Regions from separate parts of the Mus musculus genome. Here region 2 is linked to region 1. The links are chromatin contacts, called in public Hi-C maps. All regions are on one chromosome and are shown on one strand. The core of a region is the stretch at or near the end of the contact, and the rest is flanking DNA. Distances in the headings are between cores, read along the strand shown.

Region 1 (6,103 bases), core at 2,151-4,650:
AAGCCTGCAGGATGTGTTTTGATATCTCCTGTATCCCACCCAGACTAGCTTCAGACTTACTACTATGTAGCTGAGGATGACCTTGAATTCTACTATTCCCTGATTAACTCTTGGTTTCTCCATCTCCATAATTTCTCTGCTAGATAGGAACTTTCCAAAACCCTTTCTGCTTCCCAACCACTTCCAGATAAAATCTAATCTGTCATCCCAAATTTAACACATCATTTGGCAAAAGTTAAAGCAAAAAGAGCTTCAACTATCTTCCCCCATTTTAAAAGTATTTATATTATGTGACGGTTGCTTTGCTTGTCTGAACCAAGTACGGTGTCCCCACTGTATGCCAGAAGAAGGCATCAGATTCCCTGGAACTGGAGTCACAGACAATTATGAACTGCTATGTAGGGTCTAGGAATCGAACCTGGACTAGAAAAGCAGCCAAGTGCTCTTAACCTCTGAGCCATCCTTCCAGTTCTGTCCCTTTTTAAGCAGGATCTCATGTAGCCCAGGTGGCCTTAAATGTCCTCCAGTTACAAGTAAGGCCTTGAACTCCTGATCCTCAGGCATAGACATCCCAAGTATGACAGGTATGTGCCATCACACCCAGTTTCTGCAATGCTTGTGCTAATCTTGTAGCTTATTAGTGGAACTTCATCTGGAGCCCCCTCTTATTTTCTTCAGCAGAGTCTCTTGTTGCCCAGACTGGTATCAAAATCCTCTTTCTGACGCCATCTTTCCTATGCCAAAATGGCAGGAGTGCACTACCATGCTTGACCCTTAATTCATTCCAAAGTCCTTGCCTGGTTTATAACCCTGCCCCCAAAGGACCCAGGTTTGTCTAAATAGGTAACCAAATAACCTAGTGAGTCAAAGTCATGAAAAGGCACAGACGAGAAAGACCTTCAGCTCTGAGGGTGCAAATGGTAAGCTGTGGTTGCTGTTACTGAAGACAACACGCATGGCCAGGCACACAGGTCACCAAAGGGAAGTTGTTACTGAAGGGATCTTAGGAGCCAAGAAGAATGCAATACAGAGAAACAGGCCTATTTATTACACCAGGCAGAATTGAAGCAATACAAAGAAACTGCTATACTAATATTAAGGAGAAAGTCATCAAATAAAATAAAGGATGAGACTAGAAAGAACTCAAGGATTCCATGTGAACCTTGAAGCTTGTATGAGAAGAATGGACTTATGCTTACAAGAAAGCTGAAGTTTTGGAAGAAAAGTAAGTGCAGATAGTAACAGGGATTGGAGGGACTATGACTTCTTAACTGATCTTAAACTGGTCCCAAATGATGAGGCCAACAAACACAGCGTCACTGACTAAGGAAGGGAGCCATGGTAAACACGAAGATGTTCCCTGCACGCTTGGCCCCTCTGCTCAGGAGCTACCACATTCTCTTCATGTTGAACCAAAGGGCTGGCAGAACTGGAAACAAACCCATACCTGCCACTTCTTAAGAAGGCCAATAATCACCCTCATGGCGGAAGACATCAGAACCCACAAGGGAGGCTGAGGCAGGAGCATCTCAAGTTCTAGGCCATCCTGGGTTGCATAGAAAAACCAGAAATTTGCCCAAAGGCTTACACTAGAGATGTGAACTAAAGTGCCTTGCACTGGCCCACAGTAGGGAACAAAAGCTAGTTTAATTCCTGTCACTAACTGGGATATTTTGCTAGCACAAGAATCAACCTATTTAAGTGATCCCTTGGTACTTTACACATAACTTTTCTTGTTTTTCTTGAGAAGGGTTTTTACTGTGTAGCCCAGGTTGGCTTAGAGCTTACTATGTAGTTCAGGATGACCTAGCACACATAGTCCTCTTGGTAGGTGTATTCCATTACATCTAGCATAATTTATTGTTGAATCAACAATTATTGATGGGATTATAGGTCAGCATAGTATGTAATTTCCCATTGTATGCAGAAGAGAAAGGCAGTGCTGGGCCTTGGTGGCGCACGCCTTTAATCCCAGCATTTAGGAGGCAAAGGCAGGCAGATTTCTGAGTTCGATGCCAGCCTGGCCTATAGAGTGAGTTTCAGGAGAGCCAGTGCTACAAAGAGAAACCCTGTCTCGAAAAAAGAAAAAAAAAAAAAAAAAGGAAGGTAGGAAGGAAGAAAGAAAGAAAGAAAGAAAGAAAGAAAGAAGAAAGAAAGAAAGAAAGAAAGAAAGAAAGAAAGAAAGAAAGAAAGAAAGAAAGAAAGAAAGAAGGAAAGAAAGGAAGGAAGAAAGAAAGGCAGGTACACTCAGCTACTGTTATTGGTCTACATCAACTGCTCAACTGTAGTATTACATCTTAACTGACACTTGTATTATTTACATCTCAAATCCAAAAACAATTATAACACGTATTGCTCTTGCAGAGAACCAGATTTCATTCCCAGCGCTCACATGGTGACTCACAACCCTCTATAACTCCAGTTCCAGGAGATCTGGTGCATGTGGTGTGCTTACATACATTTATACACATAAAAAACTTTAAATCTCCAATCCAGCAACATGCTCAAAGGTGAGAAAGCACTATGGTCTCATGGAGAGCATGCTCACATTAGCAATCAAAAATTGGTGCTGGGACCTAGAGAAATGGTTCAGTGATTAAGAGCACTGACTGCTCTTCTGAAAGTCCTGAGTTCAAATTCCAGCAACCACATGGTAGCTCACAACCATCCGTAATGAGTTCTGACCCTCTTCTGGTGCATCTGAAGCCAGCTACAGTGTACTTACATATAATAATAAATCTTTTTTAAAAATTGATAAGCAGTGCATTAGCTAGTGTCCAGCTCAATATATGCCCCCCCCACACACACACACACAACTAAACTACTACTGTACTGGTAAAATAATCCAAATAAATAATCAAAACTTTTGAGACCTAGACAGGGAATGCAATTCAGTTGATAGTGATTGCCCAGTGTGCACAGTGTGCATTCCCGGCCCCACATAAACTAGGTGTGATGGTGCACACCTGTCAGCTCAGAATTTAGGAAATAGAGGCAAGACACTCAGAAATCTAAGGTCATCCTCATCTTCATAGTTCAAGAACAGCCTGGGCTAAGGAAAAAATAATAATCCTAACCCTTTTCTTTGTCTGAAGTGAACTCTCTTTGAAGAGAGACTCCAGGTAGATACTCTAGTGAAATTCCTGAACCTCAGAGCCAAGGGCAGCCTAGTTTTATAATAAAAACTGAAGCAAGAGCCATGTGACTGAAGGATGAGTTTCCTTTCCCTGGTGGAAGCTGATTGCATCTCTTCACCAAGGCGTGGCCCTTCCTGGGTCTGGGGAATCAACTTGACGAACAGGCTGAGTGACATTCACGCCCATATAGGGAAGTGGGAGCTGGCCCAGGCAGCCCCACAGGCGTTAGGAAGGCGGGGCCTCTGCCAGCCAGAGACCTGTGGCTGCTCTCCTGAGAAGTCCCCTCGCACAGAGGAAGCGTTCCACCAGCACTGAGAGTGACCGCTGAGTAATGCCACAGACAGATAGCAAAAAGGTTATAGCCTCCAGGGTCGAGGGCCCAGGTCTGTCCCGGCATAAAGGAGACTGCTGAAGGAAGGATCGTAAATTGAAGGCTAGTCTGAGCTACAGACCCTCTTTTGAGAAACAACACAAAAAACAGGTGCGGTAATAATCGCAGCACTTCAGAAGAGGATCACTGTGAGTCTGAGGATAGCCTGGCTTGCAGAGGAAGGGGAGGGGAAGAGAAAAGGGAAGTGGGCTCTGGAAAGACGGCTTAGTGGCACTTGCTGCTCTTGAGTGTGACCCAAATACCCACTTATGGCAGCTCACAGTCGCCTCTGTGTGCAGCTCCAAGGGATCCAACGCCCCCTTCTGTCCTCTAAGGTCACCTGCAAGGCACATGTGCACAGATAGACACGTTAATAAAAATTAAATATATCTTTATTTTTAAAGGAAAAAAAAAAGAGGAAACGAAGGGAGAACTGTGTGTACTGACCCACCACTGTCACAGCAGCATGTCACGTAAGGATTAAGTTTTTATTTTTGTTTTTTTTTTTTTTTCCGAGACAGGGTTTCTCTGTATAGCCCAAGCTGGAACTCACTTTGTAGACCAGGCTGGCCTCGAACTCAGAAATCTGCCTGCCTCTGCCTCCAGAGTGCTGGGATTAAGGGCGTGCACAACCACGCCTGGCTGGAGGATTAGGAATTTAAGGGTTATCTTTAGCTACATATGGAATTCCAGGAAAGCCTAGGCTACAAGGAAAGGGAGGGTGACAGAAGGAGGGAAGAAAAGAAAGAGGCAAGAAGGGAGGAAGGAAAGAGAAAAGGGAGTTAGGTTAAAGCTATACAGAGTCACTAAAGAGTCTCTAAATGGCTGAGTTGCTTTGCACAGAGCTAAATACCACACCCTGCATCCCTGCAGGCATCTTCATTCATTAGAGTTGACCCAGCTTGTGTGTTGTGTATCTCTAGAATCACTGACCTACTGAAAGCAGCATCCTTTTGAGGGTCTGTGGGCTTGGTCCTGGTTTCCCCAGGGAAGCAAATCATTGTTTTTAGAGGGAAAAAGATCAGGTGCAATGGCACCAACAGGCCGTCGTTCGCACCCCTGTGCTTCCCTAGAGAAAATCAAGCAGACATCTACAAGCTATGGTGGACCACACTGTGCCTTTATTGAGATGAGTTTCTAGAATATACAGAAGCAAAGCCAGACTAAGCCCAGGAGCCCTTTCAGCCAAGCATTTTGTAGACAGGGCCTTAATATATAGCTCAAGCTGCCTGATATTCCTGTCTGTCTCAGCCTCCTATGGGATCACAGGCCTGTGCCACCACACAAAGCTGCTGGCTGAGTTTTTTTAAAAGATTTAAATTTTTAAATATTTAAAATTTATTTATTTATTTATTTTTCCTTTTTTTTTTTTTCTGAGACAGAGTTTCTCTGTAGCCCTGGCTGTCCTGGAACTCACTCTGTAGTCCAGGCTGGCCTTGAACGCAGAAATTCACCTGCCTCTGCCTCCCAAGTGCTGGGATTAAAGGCGTGCCCCAGTACTGCCTGGCAATAGTTTATTTTTTGAAAAAGGGTTTTATGTAACCTAGGCTGGACTCAAACTCTCTATGTAGCCAAAGATGACCATCAAGTTCTGATCTTCCTGCTTTCACCTCCCAACTGCTGGGATGATAGTCATGTGCTACGGTACATGGAACCCAGGGATTTTGTGTCAGCTGATCTACAGCTGTGTTAGTCAGTGAACTACAGTGACTTCTCCACCACCAGGAAGAGCATTTCTTTCAATTTCGAGTTTCTGAAAGAGAAAGCATTCTTCCTAGACAGGAGCCGCATAAGAAGAAGGAAGGAAGTGAGCTTACTCACAGCCACCTGGAGCTTCAGTAAGGTTTGAACATAGCATTACCAACATAAACTGAAGCACAAGGCAGGTGCCTCTTTGCCTCCCTGAATGTGGGTGTGGTCCCACCTGGGATCTGTGATACCATCTCATGCCCTCCAGTTCCTCCTCCCTGCCCCCCCCACCCCCCATAGGTATTTGAGCCTAGCTCAGAGAGTGAGCTCGTGGGATCTACTCAGATTTCTGGTTTCTGAAGGACACTGCCTCCTGCTGGAATATCCCACCCCAACCACCCGCTCTGAGTCTGAAGTGAGCCTCCAATTTAGGTGCTGGAAATCAAAGCCTAACCTTTTGGCCTTATGGAAGAGTAGATTCTGCTCTTAACCAAGAGCCAGCCATCTCTCCAGCCAGAGAGAGAGAGGGAGAGGGGACAGGGGAGAGGGGAAAGAAAGAGGGAGAGAAAGAAGGAGAGAAAGAGGGAGAGAGACAGAGACAGAGACACACAGAAAGAGAAAGCTTGAAGCAAGGCTCATCTAAGCTGCAAAGGCCCAAAGGACAGGCCTAGCCCTGTCAGAAACTGATGGCTGCTCAACATCTCAAAGGTGCTGTGAGCCGGGCCTTTAATCCCAGCACTTGGGAGGCAGAGGCAGGCAGATTTCTGAGTTCGAGGCCAGCCTGGTCTACAAAGTGAGCTCCAGGACTGCCAGAGCTATACAGAGAAACCCTGTCTCGAAAAACCAAAAAAAAAAAAAAAAAAAAAAAGAGGACATGTGAGACCAACCAAAAAAGACCTGAGAGTAC
Region 2 (6,103 bases), core at 2,341-4,840, 620 kb after region 1:
CCCTACATAGCACATTCTGCAGATTGATTAGAATTGCAGAGTTTGTAAAGAATGGTAATGCTGCAGGTCTGGAGCCTCATTATCATAGGCTAAGAGAGACGGCTCAGTCATGAAAAGATCTTGCTGATCTTGAGAGGCCACAGATTCCATTCCTGTACCTGCCCCTGTGGCTCACACTGGCAGGGGATTGGAGTGGCTCCTCTGGTCTCCAGGGACACTCATACAATGTCACACTCACACAGTGTCACATATACTCTTAAGTGTCACACGCACACACAACAGTTTTTTGAAAAGACTCAGGGCTACTAAATATAAATAACAACAAAAGGCCTACTCCCCCCGCCTGGAAACAGCTCTGCGATCTGCAGATGGCTCTCCAAGTTCCAGGCCAGCCCTCAAGTGTGCATGGAACCACTCTAAAAAACTCATCATCTGTGGTACATCAAGGTGTCTTCACGGCTATGGCCAGACTCTCTGTTTAGTTATAGACACCTTCAGAAGCCACTCAAGCAGCCTGGGCCTCAGTTTCCCTGTCTGTGAAATGGAGGTGATGTTATTACTCTCCCATGAGTTCTAGGGAAGGCCTGCACCCTGAGCCTTGGCCCCAGATCCTCTCTGAGGATCCAGTCTTTTAGAGTAGCTCAGGCTGGCCTGGGAAAGCACAGGAGGCAGCAACCAAACAGAAGCAGCTGCTCTCCGGGGTCCATGGTGGTGGGTGTGGCCAAGCTCCTGCAGTTCAGGGCTGTTCTCCAAAACCCTCTGCACAGGGATCCTCTAGACTCTGACACAGAAATGCAATGCTGTGGGGGTGCACCATGGTAGCCACCCTGCCTTCAACCATGCCCTGTTTATCTACAATAATTATTTATAATTCTGTGAGGGTCTCTGCCAACACCAGGGCCAGCAGAGAAACAACCCTGGTGAGGCAGGAGGGAAATCCCTTTTAACAGAACTTGTCAGCTGGAGTCTGACACAGGACAGTTTATTGTAGCCATATTTAAGCACAATTTGGGGGGAAAAAACCATTCTGCTGATAATTAACCTAATCCCCTGTGTCCAAAGAAACTTAAGGCATGTTTACATTGAATCTCTTTACAGAGTGCATATGGACACTTCAATAAAGATGGGTCCTGTTGACCAAGAGACAAAATGTCCACAATAAGGACTGGCCTGACCCTGCAGACAGCACAAGTCACCAGGCTGTTAACCACATCCACATTCTGGGTAGGAGACAGCCATATGTGTCTTCTGTTGAAAAGACTAGCCTGCTGTTTAACGTCCCTAGTTTCCTGAGTGCTTCTCTGTGAAGCCTTCGAGTCCTCTATGAGGTCCCATCCGCTGACCGAATTCACTTGTCAATCTTAATCTGACCAATGACTCTCAGTGTACCCAGTCACACAGCCCATCCCCTGGTCTTTGCTTGGTCAGCAGCCTGGCACGCAGCCTTCCTCCTTCCTGTTAATAAGAATGGAGTGCCCATTGCACAGTCTTCATGGGAGCCAGGAAGGGGTCAGTATAGCAGGACCTAGGGCCTGGCTGCAGGGAAGGCTGTAGGCAGGAGTAGGCATTTCTGGGGTGTCAGACATTTGTGGGGGGACAAGCAGCAGGTAGAGTTGACCTCAGAGACTGGGACAGTGGGGGGCCCAGGCTGTTTCAGCACGGGAGCATTAGGACAGCAGAGCTCAATTGTGGGGTGTAATATATTGGGGACTTTGGTACTGAGAGCTGTCTAGGGATCTTGGGAGTTTTGTGTGTGTGTCACTGGCACTTTGGAGACATTGGAGGTCTCTCAATATCTTTGAGGGTCTCAGGGGTGTCTCTAAGAATCATTGGATATTTTGAGGTGTCTTTGAGCATATATGGTTGTGGCTGAGGGCACTTCTGGCTTCTGTGGCTTTCATTCAAAGATTTTTGTAGACTGGCGCTTGCCACTGTGCCTGACAGTCTGAGGTCAGCCTCTGACCACATGGAGGAGGGAGAGAATAGTCTCTTGTCAGCTGTCCTCTGTCCTACCTGCCATCTCTGCTTCCAGAATATTCCACACCCTAAAAATGAGCCCCTGAGCCCCAGTGTCATGAGCGGGTGGAAGCTGCTAAAGCTCATGTCGTCGTCGGGTCTGACAGCTGTTGCTCAGGGTCATCCACATGGGATGTCATGTCACAGACACTTGGGCTGCTCGTGTGGGACCCAAACCCCAGGCTCACAGCTGGGCTGTGTCTGAGCTCCCTCAATTGCTGAGCACAATCTACAGCCCCAAGAAGGTCTCACCAAGCCAGGCGGTGGTGGCGCACGCCTTTAATCCCAGCACTTGGGAGGCAGAGGCAGGCATGTTTCTGAGTTCAAGGCTAGCCTGGTCTATAGAGTGAGTTCCAAGATAGCCAGGACTACACAGAGAAACCCTGTCTTGAAAAAACAAAAAACAAACAAACAAAACAAAACAAAACAAAACAAAACAAAGGCCTCACCAGGGTCAGGGAACACACACAAACCCAGCTACCAGCATAGGCCAGGCCCCCAAGTGCTAGGGTTCCTGTATCCCACGACCCTGTCAGCCTTGCCACATGGAGCCTCTACATAGGTATCGTCCCCAAGGGGGTCAAGGACAGAGCTGGTCACCCGACCCTATGACCTCACACAGCCTAGCCACTTTCTCTTCTAGGACAGTCTCTCCCTGGGTGGGGTTCTTTCTGATAGCCTGGCATGTCTCTCTGCCTCAGGAATACAGATTCGGTCTTCATACCCCCAACCTCCTCCCTTCCCCTGAGCATACTCCAGCCTGGTTTCCACTGGCCCCGGGACTTGCTGGCTCTGGATTACCCATTTCCACCAGTGTGAGAGTGAGGCCCACACTTCTAGTTCCCCCTTCAGCTTCCTCTTACCCAGCTGCTCCTTGGGCCTCAGGGTCTTAGCTCCTGCTGCCTGCCAGGCACTTATCAGCTATGTGCCCTCCCCTAGCTGGTCCCTACAGCCCCTTTCCAATAGCCTGCTGCAGAAACTTCCACGAAGCACCTGTGAGGGTTAGGAGCTTGGAGAAGTAAGGACAGTTTTTGTTTGTTTGTTTGTTTGTTTGTTTTTTAAAGATTTATTTATTATATGTAAGTACACTGTAGATGTCTTCAGACATTCCAGAAGAGGACATCAGATCTCCTTACAGATGGTTGTGAGCCACCATGTGGTTGCTGGGATTTGAACACAGGACCTTCAGAAGAGTAGTCGATGCTCTTAACCGCTAAGCCATCGCTGCAGCCCTAGGGACAGGTTTTAAGACTCCTTGACAACTCCTAGCTATGTGTTGCTAGCTATCTCTTCTTAGATACCTTGTGGAATTCTGTCCCTTTTTCCTGTCCTGCCTCTATTTGGGGCGGGGCGTGGGGGTGGGGATCGGACCTCTGATCACTGTCCAGTTCTGACCTTTTCCAGGACCAGATGTCCCCCGAGTACCTGCCCAGAGCTGAGGCACTTTAAGTGATTGTTCATTGAGTGAATATTTGCAGAGCCCAGCAAAGATCAGGAAGCGGGTGGAGGGGAAGCTGCGGGCCAAGGAGCTCAGGGTGAGGTCACAGCAAGAGAGAAGTGGGACAGTAAGGCCCCTCCTCCTCTCGTGAGAGCCTGAGGCTGGCAGAGGGCTCTCTGCTGTCCCCTCCACTCCTACACCTACTCGTCTTCCCGTCTTCCCGCAGGCGTGGATTAACAGGTGGAAAGCACCAGGAGCTGTGAACCCCAACCCAGACCCTAGGACCCTGAGGCTTACGAGACATCACGAAGGCCAGGAGGTGAGACTCAAGGCAACGTCGCGTCCAGCTCACTCGCGGATTGGGCAATGTAGAATAATAGCAGGGTCTGCAGGAAAGATGGCCAGGATCGGGCTAGGAGGTTTCCAGGACAACAACTCGTTTGCATACGGTTGTGTGGTTGTGTCTTGGCCAGTGAGAGGTGCTGCAGAGATGCAAAGCCTGGGCAGGTGTGTGTGGGGGTGGGATAGTCTAGTCTTGTGGTGGGCAGGTGCAGGATGCACCCATTTCACAGACCAGCATTTGGAGGCCCAGGAACCAGGGAAACCCAGAGAAAGGTGGCCAGCCAGGGGCCATGGGCTTCCATGTCAGAAAAGCCTTAACTGGTTGGGGTGCTTTATTTGGGTTTTATTGGGTCTCACTAAGTAGACCCGGCTAGCCTCGAACTCGCAGAGATCCACCTGCCTCTGCCAGACGAGTACTGGGATTAAAGGCACGAGCCACTACATGGTTTGAATTATTAATCTGTATTTAAAACAAAACCAAACCAGTGTTTAACTTAGGTGTTACCACACAGGTTGCTGGGATGGGAAGCATCAGAACTAGGTTGCTGTGGTTATGTCTCCTGATGCTGTTGGCCCTGCTTCACAAGTCAGGAAGTCAAGATCTCACCTGCATGGTTCACCCGAGCAGGGTAGACTGGACTCAGACATTTAATGGCACCTGCCTCAATTTCAGTGGCCTTGGCCTGTCCCTGCCAAGGAGCCCCTTGCAGGCCAGCCATGCTCAAGTCCTGGACCTGTCTAAGAATGGCCTGCAGGTGCTCCCTGGGGCTTTCTTCGACAAGCTGGAAAAGCTGCAGACCCTGATTGTCACCCACAACCAGCTGGACAGTGTGGACAGGTCCCTGGCCTTGCGCTGTGACCTGGAGCTCAAGGCAGACTGCAGCTGTGGGCTGGCCTCCTGGTATGCTCTCCGCCAGAACTGCTCCGGGCAGCAGCAGCTACTGTGTCTACACCCAGCCACCGAAGCTCCAAGGAACCTCTCCACCTTCCTTCAGGTCAGCTGTCCCCCCAGCTGGGGCCCGGGGACCATTGGAGCCCTTGTTGCTGGGACTATCTCCCTGGCTGTGGCTGTCAGTGGATCTGTGCTGGCCTGGAGACTTCTTCGCCGCCGCCGCAGAGCCAGTGAGCACAGCCTCAGCAAAGCCCAGATGTCCCCACACGATATCCCCAAACCAGTGACAGATTTCCTGCCAAGGTACAGCAGCCGGCGACCTGGCCCCAAGGCCCCAGACTCACCACCCAGCAGGTTCACAATGGATTATGAGAATGTCTTTATTGGCCAGCCGGCCGAGGACTGCTCATGGTCTGCAGCCAGGTGAGTGACCATAGATCCCTGCCCACAGTGAACAAGGACTGCTTTAGCAGGACAGAGGCATGCCCCGTCAGAGTCAGCGGAATTACCAGCTACTCAGCAGTTGGCCTGAGACTGTCAGCTGGGCCTTGTGCAGGCTGTGTGGCCAAGTGGCTTCATATGTTCAGATGAGGGCTGCAGGCCTCCCCTCCCCTTTAGGGGTTGGGGTAAGAGTTTGGAAAGTTTCCAAGGGGCCAGTCCCCACGTTGTGAGCTGTAAACCCAGCTCATACCTCTGGAGGAAGCCAGGCTCCAGGTCAACTAGGGCTTGGTGAAAGGTCAGCAGCCCGGGCTCCTGACTTCGTGGATGTCTGTGTCCCCATGCTATAGGGACATCAATGGAATCTCCCTGTGGCTTGTAGGATGCACAGCAGGTGAGGACTGGATAAAATGAGTAAGGCTGTTAGGCTGTTGTCCCCACCTACCTTCCCACTTCCCAGCGGGGGGGGGGGGTGCAGGGGAGAGAGAGAGTTGAGAAATTTGTGAGTTGCCTGTGGAGGGTGACCCACCAGGGAAAAAGAGAAGTTGGGCTGGAAGCTGAGGTAGGGGATTTGGGTATCTTGGTTGCTGAGAAGAAATGATGTATGGAAATGAGATGCAAATATTGAGAAAGGGGAAGTGACTCATGGAGGGGGATGGGGAAGGTCACCAACATAGGCTGAGCCAATCTGTCAGGGGACTGGAGAGATGGCCCCGCCCTAGGCCTCACTGGCCCCGCCCTGGCCTCACTGGCCCCGCCCTAGGCCTTTCTGAACTTCCGGAGGACAGTTGGAGGACGGTTCCCTTCCTCGAACTCACACAGGGTTCAGCGGAGCCGGTCACACCCTCTGCCTTCTCAGGCAAAAGATAATGAAAAAAGTTAAAAGTAAACTCCGGGTGGGCTGTGTCCAGGCTGGAGTGCTCACCCAGACATCCCCTCCCTGCCATCCAGACCAGTTGGGGTGGGCATGTAAAATC

What was found. A called contact is a pair of places that touch in the nucleus more often than the background predicts.
Region 2: a Hi-C map of Th1 cells shows a contact between it and region 1, with 3 times the contacts expected there. The contact joins the promoter of Lrrc25 here to the enhancer-like site in region 1. A contact is called at or near these places in 1 of 39 promoter capture datasets (liver), 2 of 484 Hi-C or Micro-C datasets (Th1 cells and embryonic stem cells), 6 of 115 datasets of contacts at active chromatin or transcription factors (bone marrow-derived macrophages, embryonic stem cells, memory CD8 T cells and 3 more) and 1 of 9 other capture datasets (pancreatic islet).

The regions. Positions count from the first base shown.
Region 1 is chr8:69,998,026-70,004,128 of GRCm38.p6, forward strand. No RefSeq gene overlaps it. Among named protein-coding and RNA genes, the nearest start is that of Gatad2a, 27 kb to the left of the region's middle. Within about 2 kb of position 3,401, at least 276 of the 459 cell types and tissues checked have an H3K27ac peak or open chromatin away from gene starts, as enhancers often do. A contact at or near this core is called in Th1 cells, bone marrow-derived macrophages, embryonic stem cells and 6 more, where this site is marked.
Region 2 is chr8:70,613,254-70,619,356 of GRCm38.p6, forward strand. It overlaps Lrrc25 (leucine rich repeat containing 25), which reads left to right and starts at 3,591. Exons shown (of 3, transcript NM_153074.3): 1 at 3,591-3,773; 2 at 4,309-5,111. The coding sequence starts at 4,318.